Linked DNA regions of Sus scrofa: region 2 is linked to region 1. Evidence: chromatin contacts called from public HiChIP or PLAC-seq data. All regions are on one chromosome and are shown on one strand. The core of a region is the stretch at or near the end of the contact, and the rest is flanking DNA. Distances in the headings are between cores, read along the strand shown. Region 1 holds the start of PHF11 (PHD finger protein 11). Region 2 holds the start of SETDB2 (histone-lysine N-methyltransferase SETDB2).

Region 1 (4,369 bases), core at 637-3,136:
TACACCACAGCTCACGGCAACACCGGATCCTTAACCCACTGAGCAAGGCCAGGGATGGAACCCACAACTTCATGGTTCCTAGTCGGATTCATTAACCACTGAGCCATGACGGGAACTCCTAGATGTGAATTTCAACTCTCATAGAACTTACATTTTTGTAGTAGAGACAAACATCAAACAAGTATTATTTTTCAGGCCAGGGTTAAGTGTTACGAAGAAAAACAGAGCAGGGGAAGGAAGGGTAGAGATTAATGACGGTAGGGGAAGGGCTGTTCTAACAGCATGGGCAGGCAAGGGTGTGAAGGTACATTTGTGCAGAAACTTGAATATGGTGGGAAGGCGAGAAATGGGCTGCAAAGAGAAAGACTGAGACTAGTGCACTAGATGGGAGGCAAGGAGGAAAGAGAGGCACAGAGGGTGGCACTAGGGTTTTAGCCTGAGCAACTGGGCAAACAGGATGGGGAAGACTGGTGGTGGCTGAGCAGGTTTGGAGTAAGTGGGTGTGTGTAGGCAAATGGGAGTTTACTTTGGGATATAACCAATTCGAGGTCATTCCAGGCATTGATGAAGCTGGTTATGAGTCTGGAGTTTGGGGAAAAAGTCAGGACAGAAACTCATCCTCAGTAACTCATCTTGCATTCTGTATACACACTAGCTAAATGAAATAGCCAAGTGCCTGGCTGGTGTCTTCACTTGTTTGGACTGCCTTTTCAACCTTTCTACCTCTGACTGGACTGGGCATATCGAAGTGCCCAGGCCAGGGATGGAATGAGAGCTGTAGCTGCCAGCCTGCATACACTACAGCCACAGCAACTCTGGATCCAAGCAAGCCACGTCTGATACCTACACCACAGCTCACAGCAACGTCGCATCCTTAATCCACTGAGGGAGTTCAGGGATCGAACCCTCGTCCTCATGGATACTAGCTGGGTTCCTCAACCGCTGAGCCACAATGGGAACTCCAACCTCGGGTTGACTCTTGCCCTTTAAAACTGATAGGGCTTTCTTTGAACTGAGGAATAGGCTGAGTTGGAGGAGCATCTCATCTGTGTCTCTGTGGTTCTTAGCAGGTCACACATGAGTAGCCTATTAGATTCTTCAGCGCTGAGCGAGCCTAACTCATCTCTGCAGCCCGCCACGTGGCCCTGAGCCTGCAAGTGGTAGGAGCTCTCCAGCTGTTGTTGAAGCGCAGAGAGGAGCCCACTCAGATTTGCCTCACTTAAGGAGAGGGCCACAGAGGACCTGAACTACTGAGTGGGTATAAGGGAGTGATTCCATAACGTCACATTTTCAGTGCGAACTTTCCAAACTGCTTCCTGAGTCCCAGCGGACCCCTTCTCTTCTAGAGGGGGCCACGACCAGGCTACCTCGGCCAGGGCATCGCTCCGGCCGCACTGTTTGAGGGGTGGGTGGAGCCGCGTTGGGAGAGTAAACCCACAGGCGTTTCCTTTCGTTTCCCAGCTTTCGTTTCGCTTCGGTTTCGGTTTGGTCCCAGCGCGGCAGGGCTGTGGCTGTGGGCTGTCCTATCAGCGGTGGTCGAGCTGAACCGAAAGCAAACACTCCTCCCTAGAAGCCGCAGGGTACGGTCTGGGCGCAGAGCAGGGCGGTGGACGCCCAAAGCCGAGCCGCTGCGGAGCTAAGAGCTGCGCGCCGCGTCGCGAGGCGGGTCGGGGGCCCCCAAGTGGCAGCGACTAGAGGGCGGCCCTGGGCCCGGACTGTCGCAGCGGGACACCGCCCGCCCCTCCCGTCCCGCTTGGTACTCACCAGTCGGGAGCGGGACCCCGTCCTCGGCCGCGCACCGGCCGGCCCGGGCCGCCTTGGGATCGGAGGGCCAAGCCGCGTCCATGGCTGCGCCCTGCGCCCGCGCCGACGGAAGTTCCTTTTGGTGAGATTCGAAATTCGTGCTGATTTATTTCCGCTGCCCGGGGAAAGTCCCGCAGGAAGCGACGCAAAGGGTTTGCTGGTAGGGTTTTCAAACGGGAACTCGCAACTTCTCCAGATCCGAGTCTGAACTCGATTTTTTTGTTTTTAAAGCACGCTTGGCGCTCCCCACCCTGCCCCCACTTTCCGAATGGTTGGAGGAGAGGTGGTGGAAGCCTTTGGACTCAGCTGGAGAAATGACTGCTTTTCTGAGGGTCTACCCATTCTTTTCTTATTTTTTTAGGGCCACACCGATGGCTTAGGGAAATTCCCAGCCTAGGGGTAGAATCAGAGCTGCAGCTGCCGGCCTACGCCGCAGCCAGAGCGATGCCCACCCTTAACCCACTAAGTGAGGCCAGGGATCCAGCCTCATCCTCAGGGATACTAGTCGGGTTCATCACCACTGAGCCAGGACAGGAACTCCCAGTTTACCCATTATTTTCTACAAATGTATCACACCAAGTTTGGCCTAAGTAGGCCTAGCATAAAGTGGACGCAGAATTAACTGAGCACGATTCCATTTGCCAGTTGCAAGTCTTTATTTTAGCACCCATGGGGTACACAGCACCATACAAGACGAGGTTTTCGGTGCATGGAACAAATACACATGTAGAGAACATGAACGCATATAATTAAATTACAGCTCAAAAGTAAGTTGTTCTGTAAAAGAAGCATATAATGGTGGTTTGCTGAGTAACTAATGAAAGGAAAAACTCCTGGAGGTCTTGCTTTTTGAGCAGGTTTTAAGAAGAGGAAATGAGGCAAATTGGGGTCAGAAAAGAGAAACAATATTAAAAAGGATAACTTGGAATAGTCTTGACAAACATAGAAATGAATTACAGAAGCAAGAGTGTGGAGCTGTGAAACAGGGAAAAAAAAGCAGGCTCTGGCAGCAACTTTTTTTTTTTTTTTTTGCTTTCAAGCCAGCAGGTGGAAGCATACTCCTTGCCAGGTTAAAAAAAAAAAGCCCTAAAGAGACTGAATTGGAGATTAAATAGCCCAGCTAGGTCATAGCAAAGCAGCTGAAGAGCCCCTTCCCCCACTCTCAGTTTATAATCTCAGCTTTTCCGTGTTCCACTGTTAAGTGTGAGCTGACTGCCAAGATCACTAACTGAGGAAAGCCTAAAACATGAAGTACAAAAACCAAAGGAAACATACAGGGAAAACAAAGAAACAAACCTTGGAGGTCACAGAAATACAGATATGAACGCCTGTATGTGTGTGTTACATGATAAAGCATTTTCAAAGAGATAAGATACTACAACCATGAACCAAAAATAAGACACTACTAAAGAAAAAATATTCAGAAAAGAGCTCTAGAAATTAAAAAAATGCGACCCAGCCCCCTCCCCCCAAAAAATCCAATAAAATACGCCCACCACAATAGACAAACTGGAAGATTAAGTTGAGTATATCTCCCAGAAAGCAAAGCAAGAAGAAAAAGCTGGAAATTAAAAGAAAAAATTTAGAGAACCAATCCTGGAGTTCTAACATTGGGATAATAGGAATTCCAGAAAGAGAGAACAGATAATGAATCATTAAAGAAATAGTTCAAGAAAATTTCTCGGCAGAGTTCCCTTCGTGGCTCAGAGGTTAATGAACCCCACCAAAATCCACAAGGATTCAGGTTTGATCAGTGGGTTAAGGATCTTGTGTTGCCATGAGCTGTGGTATAGGCCAGCAGCTGTAGCTCCCATTTGACCCCTAGCCTGGCAACTTTCATGTGCTGCGGGTATGGCCCTAAAAAAAGAAAAGAAAAAAGAAAGAAAATTTATCTGAACTGAAGAACAAACTTTTCAGATTGAAAGATTGCACCAAGCACCTGGTACAAGGGATGAAAATGGACCCTTACTGGGAACAGAACACTGGGACAAAGAGAAGGCTGTAAATGTGAAGAGAAGTAAAAACTGGTCACATATACAAAAGATTAAGGAAAAGAATATCATCTTACTTCCAATAGTCACCCTAAAAGCCAGAGGTGAGAACATTTTCAGACTTCATAGCAGCAACACTGGAATCTAGCAAATGAGTTCAAAATTGGGCATGGAAGCTACTCAAGAATTCTATGCCAAAACAGCAGTCAAGTGTTAAGGGTAGAATAACATGTTCGAACATACAAGGTCTCAGAATATTTACCTTTCATTTTTCCTTTTCCAAAGCTACGGGAGGATGTGCTTCACCAATATATGGGGATAAATCAAGGAAAGGGGAAATAATGAGATTACTAGATTTAACCAGAAACAGGTCTGACAGGGGAGACAAAGCATCTCTAGGACGCTGATGGAAGATGGTGTCTGTGAACCAGTACAGACTGAAGAAGATTAAGGTGTCAGATTTCAGCACAAAAATATTTTCCATACTTATCAAGTGCCTTCATTTTTAGTGTGTTGCCTAAAATTCCTGCATCTTTACTGTGAATAAATGGACTTCTCAACTTTCCTCATCTGTC
Region 2 (4,369 bases), core at 1,247-3,746, 46 kb after region 1:
TAATTTAAAAGCAAGCAATTCCACTTTTAGGTATATACTGTCGAGTAACAGCACATGTTCACAAGACAAACACAGGCAAGGATGTGCCTGCAAGCACTGTTTCTAAGGTGAAAAACTAGGAACAACTCATGTCCACCAAGAGGAGAATGGCAAATAAAACATAGTACATAGTACATATCAAGCAAAAATAAAATTTAATATGAAAACCGACAAAAGAAACAAAGATAAATATTTTACATTAACAGAACAATTCAGTCATATACTGGGACACTATCCGGCAGGTAAAAGAAAGGAGCTGTAAATAATGTAGTGAGCTATGAAGTAATAACACGTTTACACTGCAAAAACAGTCAGGTGAATAGTTACAAAATTATATAGTATGATACTATTCCCATTTTAAATAATTACATATATGAATATATACACCTATAAAGATTATGTAAGTGTAAAAAAGCATTGAAAACGCTGCACCAAAGTCTGGAGTGTAGTTTTGGGGGAGAAGGAATTCAGGGATTGTGGATTATGCTTTTTATCTGTAAGGTTCTAATTTCATAAAAGGAGGATGCAAAAACATTTAGCATAGCATTAAGCACACTCAGTAATAGCTTCTTTTTAAAGAAAGTTCTTGCCAGTGTTGTTCATAACTTCTGAAAATTTAAAAGTAACGGAACTTACAAAATTAAAACATGCTTGCTGAAGAAAATTTGCAAAATATAGCACAGAGAAGAAAACTTAAATCACCCATAATCTCATCATCCAGAGACAACCAGTGTTATTTTAGAGTATAACACGATTTTTAAGTTCGTTCATATTTTCCCCTTCTTACTTTTTCACTCTGATGGAAAAATAGTCAGTTTCGTTTAAGTGGTTGGTTCTTTTTCGTTTTTAAAAATAGGCTCTTATGAAACTGTGGCTATTTCCTCTCTACCCCTTGTGTTTTAATTGTGATAATAGTAATGAACATTTATTGAGTATAAACCATGTGTCAGGCAGGCTTCAAAATACTTCACACGTTCTTATCACTCTGCCTAACAGTCATGTGGGACAAATTAGCAATCCTGTCACGAGGAAGCTAAAGCATGTCACACCGTAAGTGGCAGGGAAAAACTGAACAACCAGGCAGCCTGGTTTCTGAGCCTGTTTTTTGATTATTCCAGTCCACTGCCTCATTCATTAATACATACAGAACTCACTGAAGGTTTCCATCTGACGAAGAGCAAAATTACATGTTTCATATTTTATTTAATGATCTAATGGGGATGATTACGTATTGGGTTGTGGTTAATGAGAATCAGGAGCTCTTAGGATGTGATCTCTACTCCATGATCTTGAATAAACGATTTTACTTCCTGAGGGTTTGTGAGTCTTACCTGTGAAATGGGTCAGTGGCTAAACCGTCAAGTTCGGCTTCTGGATTTTGGACTCCAATCCCCTTCCCGCAGCCCCTTTTACAGCCTCGGGTTCCCAGTTGCTTAGGAATCACCTCTCATGAAGGTGTGCACCGGGTGACAAGAGACTGAAATGGGTTGAGAACTCCGCGCACCCTCGGTCCCTTCTCCAGCCCGGGAATGCACGTGAGTGAAAGGAGAAAGGAGGTCGCAAGGGCTGGGATCCACGCGACCGAGAGCTCCACCGCGTTCCTGGGTGCTGGGCCGAAAGAAGCTGTCGGGAGGGCCACTCACGGCCTCACCTGGGTTACACTGGCTCGATTGCGCTTTCCACGCCGCCTGCCAGACCTGAGGACTGCGCTCCGCCCGCACGGTTGGCGAGGCTGGGTTCTCCCGCGGGTAGGGCTCCTCTCTCACTCCACGCCCCCGAGACCCCACGGCGCCGGGTGCCCCCTGGCCGGGAAGTACTTCACCATCGACTAACCTCACCTCAGCAACCACAGTTCCACCTCGCCTTAGCCAGGGAGGAAGGACCGCCCAGTTTCCACCGTCCAGGCCTACCTAAAGCAAACCTAAATGGGAGGAGTCGGACACTGACGGCTCCTACCTCCTGGCCTGGAGCCCATTGGTTGCCCACCCCACCGGGTCCACGCCTCAGGGGTTCCGCGCGTGAACGGTAGGCACCGCGGCGGCGCTTGAGCGCGCAGCCTCCGGATTGGCTGTCAGAGCTCGCGGGTTGTCTCGCGCTCTCTGGCTGGACCAATGCGGATACCCTCGGTCCAGAGGCTGGCATCGCTGGAGTAGTGGCGCTGCTGTTTCCTCCGGTAGGTCTTTGGCTGCCATCTTGTGTGTGGCTGAACAGGGCTTCTTGGCGGCTGCAAGCCGATTTAGCGGTTCAAGATATAGAGGTGTCCTGAGGGAGCCGTGGAGGAGAGGAGGGGCCCGAGGGAACAGACCTGGTGCCTTCTTACCTACCTGCAAGGGAAAGGTTTTCCTGGTCTGAGTCTCAGCCCTGGCTAGGAAGAGCGACGAATGGTGGTGGTGATGAGGAACGCAGGCTTTGATATGTTATTGTGGGGGCTTGACGGGGATTCTGGTGCCTGAAGAATGATCCCTTGGGTTCCAGAGAGCTATTCCAATTATCTTTGTCTTGAAAACCCCCTCACTGACAGAGAAGGTTGACTGATGGACTGCCTGATTCAAAAAGGCTGGTAATGAAAAGGGAGAGAGGGAGGCGCCCCACGATTATCCTCAGATTCGAAAGAGACGTCTTCATTTTCTATGGTTTTCGAGGAGGGACTAATAAAGTGTTTGCTCTACTCAGCTGACCTCTGACTAAGGCCATCTTCCGGTTGTAGTGAGCGTCAGGTGCTGCATTTGGACAGTTGTATTCATTAGTGTACAGCCAGCATTCCTGCAGTGGTTTTGTTGTTGTTGTTGTTGTGTTTTTTGGTTTTTGGGTTTTTTTAAGCTAAAAAGTGGTAGTCTTTGCAGAAACAGTGGAAGTGAAGGAGAATTTTGTCAATTCTTGGTTTTCCTGGTTACAATCTGGTTGATGATTTAGCAGTCTGGGCTTACCTTGGCATGCTTGGTTGCTTCGTCGTGGGTTGGGAGAGGTTTTTGCAAGAGAAACATCCTAACTTCTGAACTCTTTGGGGACGACAGGAAGGAGACAGGAATTACCCCCTTTTCCTCATTATTTTTAAAAATCGAAGTAGAAAGCACGCAGGGTCATTTTTTGACGGGGAAATTTATTGTTTCCCAAAACCTGGCTAAAAGGCTAATATTTTGTGATTAGCTGTAGCAGTTTTGACACTCATGAGACAAAAGCGAAGATACTGCCTTGAGTTTCGTTTTCATTTATCCAAGGCTAACTAGTAATCCACCAAGTCAATAGTACCATGTATTTTGTGCAGGAATACCAAAGAAAACAGTAAAATAATTGAATAGTTGAAAATTAATTTTCTATTTAAAGGTTACTTTTTATCCTTGAGTCTTAAAAAACTTAAGTCACAAGAGTAAGTATCAGTAATTTAGTGTTGAGCTGATGGCTGAGGTACTACGTATATGTGGGATTTTGGTGTCTGGGGGAAGTTTTGGAACCAACCCTGGGCAGATTTCCAGGGAGGATTGTATAGGCTATCAGAGTAAGAGATTTGTGCTAACAAACACCAATAACAAAGTAGCCACTCATAAATGTATGCAAAAACTTTTGGATAGTTTTCACCTATAATAGTGCCTGGTATATATCTAAAAGTGTAATTGTTCAATGAATAAATTTTAAAAATACAGTAATTGGGAGGTATGGGTAACATTTTTTTTTTTTTTTTTTTTTTTTTATGGCCGCACCCGAAGCATATGGAGGTTCCCAGGCTGGGGTTGAATCGTCCTGTAGCCGCGGGCCTACACCACAGCCAGAGCAATGCAGGATCTGAGCAGTGTCTGCAACCTACACCACAGCTCAGGGCAATTCGGTATCCTTAACCCCCTGAGTGAGGCCAGGAATCAAACCTATGTCCTCACGGATGCTAGTCGGATGTATTTCATCTGAGCCACAACGGAACTCTGATATACATTTCTTTAGCATAACTGAAAAATAATTTTTTAATCTTTTTTGGAAAACTTGGCCTTCAATTTGAACTAAATTTATTTGTTGCTACTAATTTATACATATGAGTAAGGATAGATTCATAGTCCTTTTTTGTGAGGTCTGCTTATGATATCTTCCTGTAGAGAAATTTAGACAATGAATGAACCCTTTTTTTTTTTCTTGAAAGTGTACATTCTTTCTTTCTTTCTTTTTTTTTTTTTTTTGGTCTTTTTGCCTTTGTTCTTGGGCTGCTCCTGTGGCATTTGGAGATTCCCAGGCTAGGGGTGGAATCGGAGCTGTAGCCGCCAGCCTATGCCACAGCCACAGCAGCGTGGGATCTGAGCCACGTCTGCAACCTACACCCACAGCTCCCGGCAATGCCAGATCCTTG

What was found. HiChIP or PLAC-seq counts read pairs in DNA pulled down with a chosen protein or histone mark.
Region 2: an H3K27ac HiChIP or PLAC-seq map of alveolar macrophages shows a contact between it and region 1. The contact joins the promoter of SETDB2 here to the promoter of PHF11 in region 1. A contact is called at or near these places in 2 of 5 promoter capture datasets (fetal liver and liver), 12 of 47 Hi-C or Micro-C datasets (alveolar macrophages, blood, brain and 6 more) and 2 of 2 datasets of contacts at active chromatin or transcription factors (alveolar macrophages and skeletal muscle).

What each region holds. Positions count from the first base shown.
Region 1 is chr11:18,250,085-18,254,453 of Sscrofa11.1, forward strand. It overlaps PHF11 (PHD finger protein 11), which reads right to left and starts at 1,887. Exons shown (of 10, transcript NM_001244327.1): 1 at 1,765-1,887. The coding sequence starts at 1,846. It overlaps SETDB2 (histone-lysine N-methyltransferase SETDB2), which reads right to left. Exons shown (of 14, transcript XM_013980508.2): 14 at 2,441-4,369.
Region 2 is chr11:18,295,738-18,300,106 of Sscrofa11.1, forward strand. SETDB2 (histone-lysine N-methyltransferase SETDB2) reads right to left here and starts at 2,497. Exons shown (of 14, transcript XM_013980508.2): 1 at 2,364-2,497. It overlaps CAB39L (calcium-binding protein 39-like), which reads left to right and starts at 1,932. Exons shown (of 11, transcript XM_003130971.6): 1 at 1,932-2,212.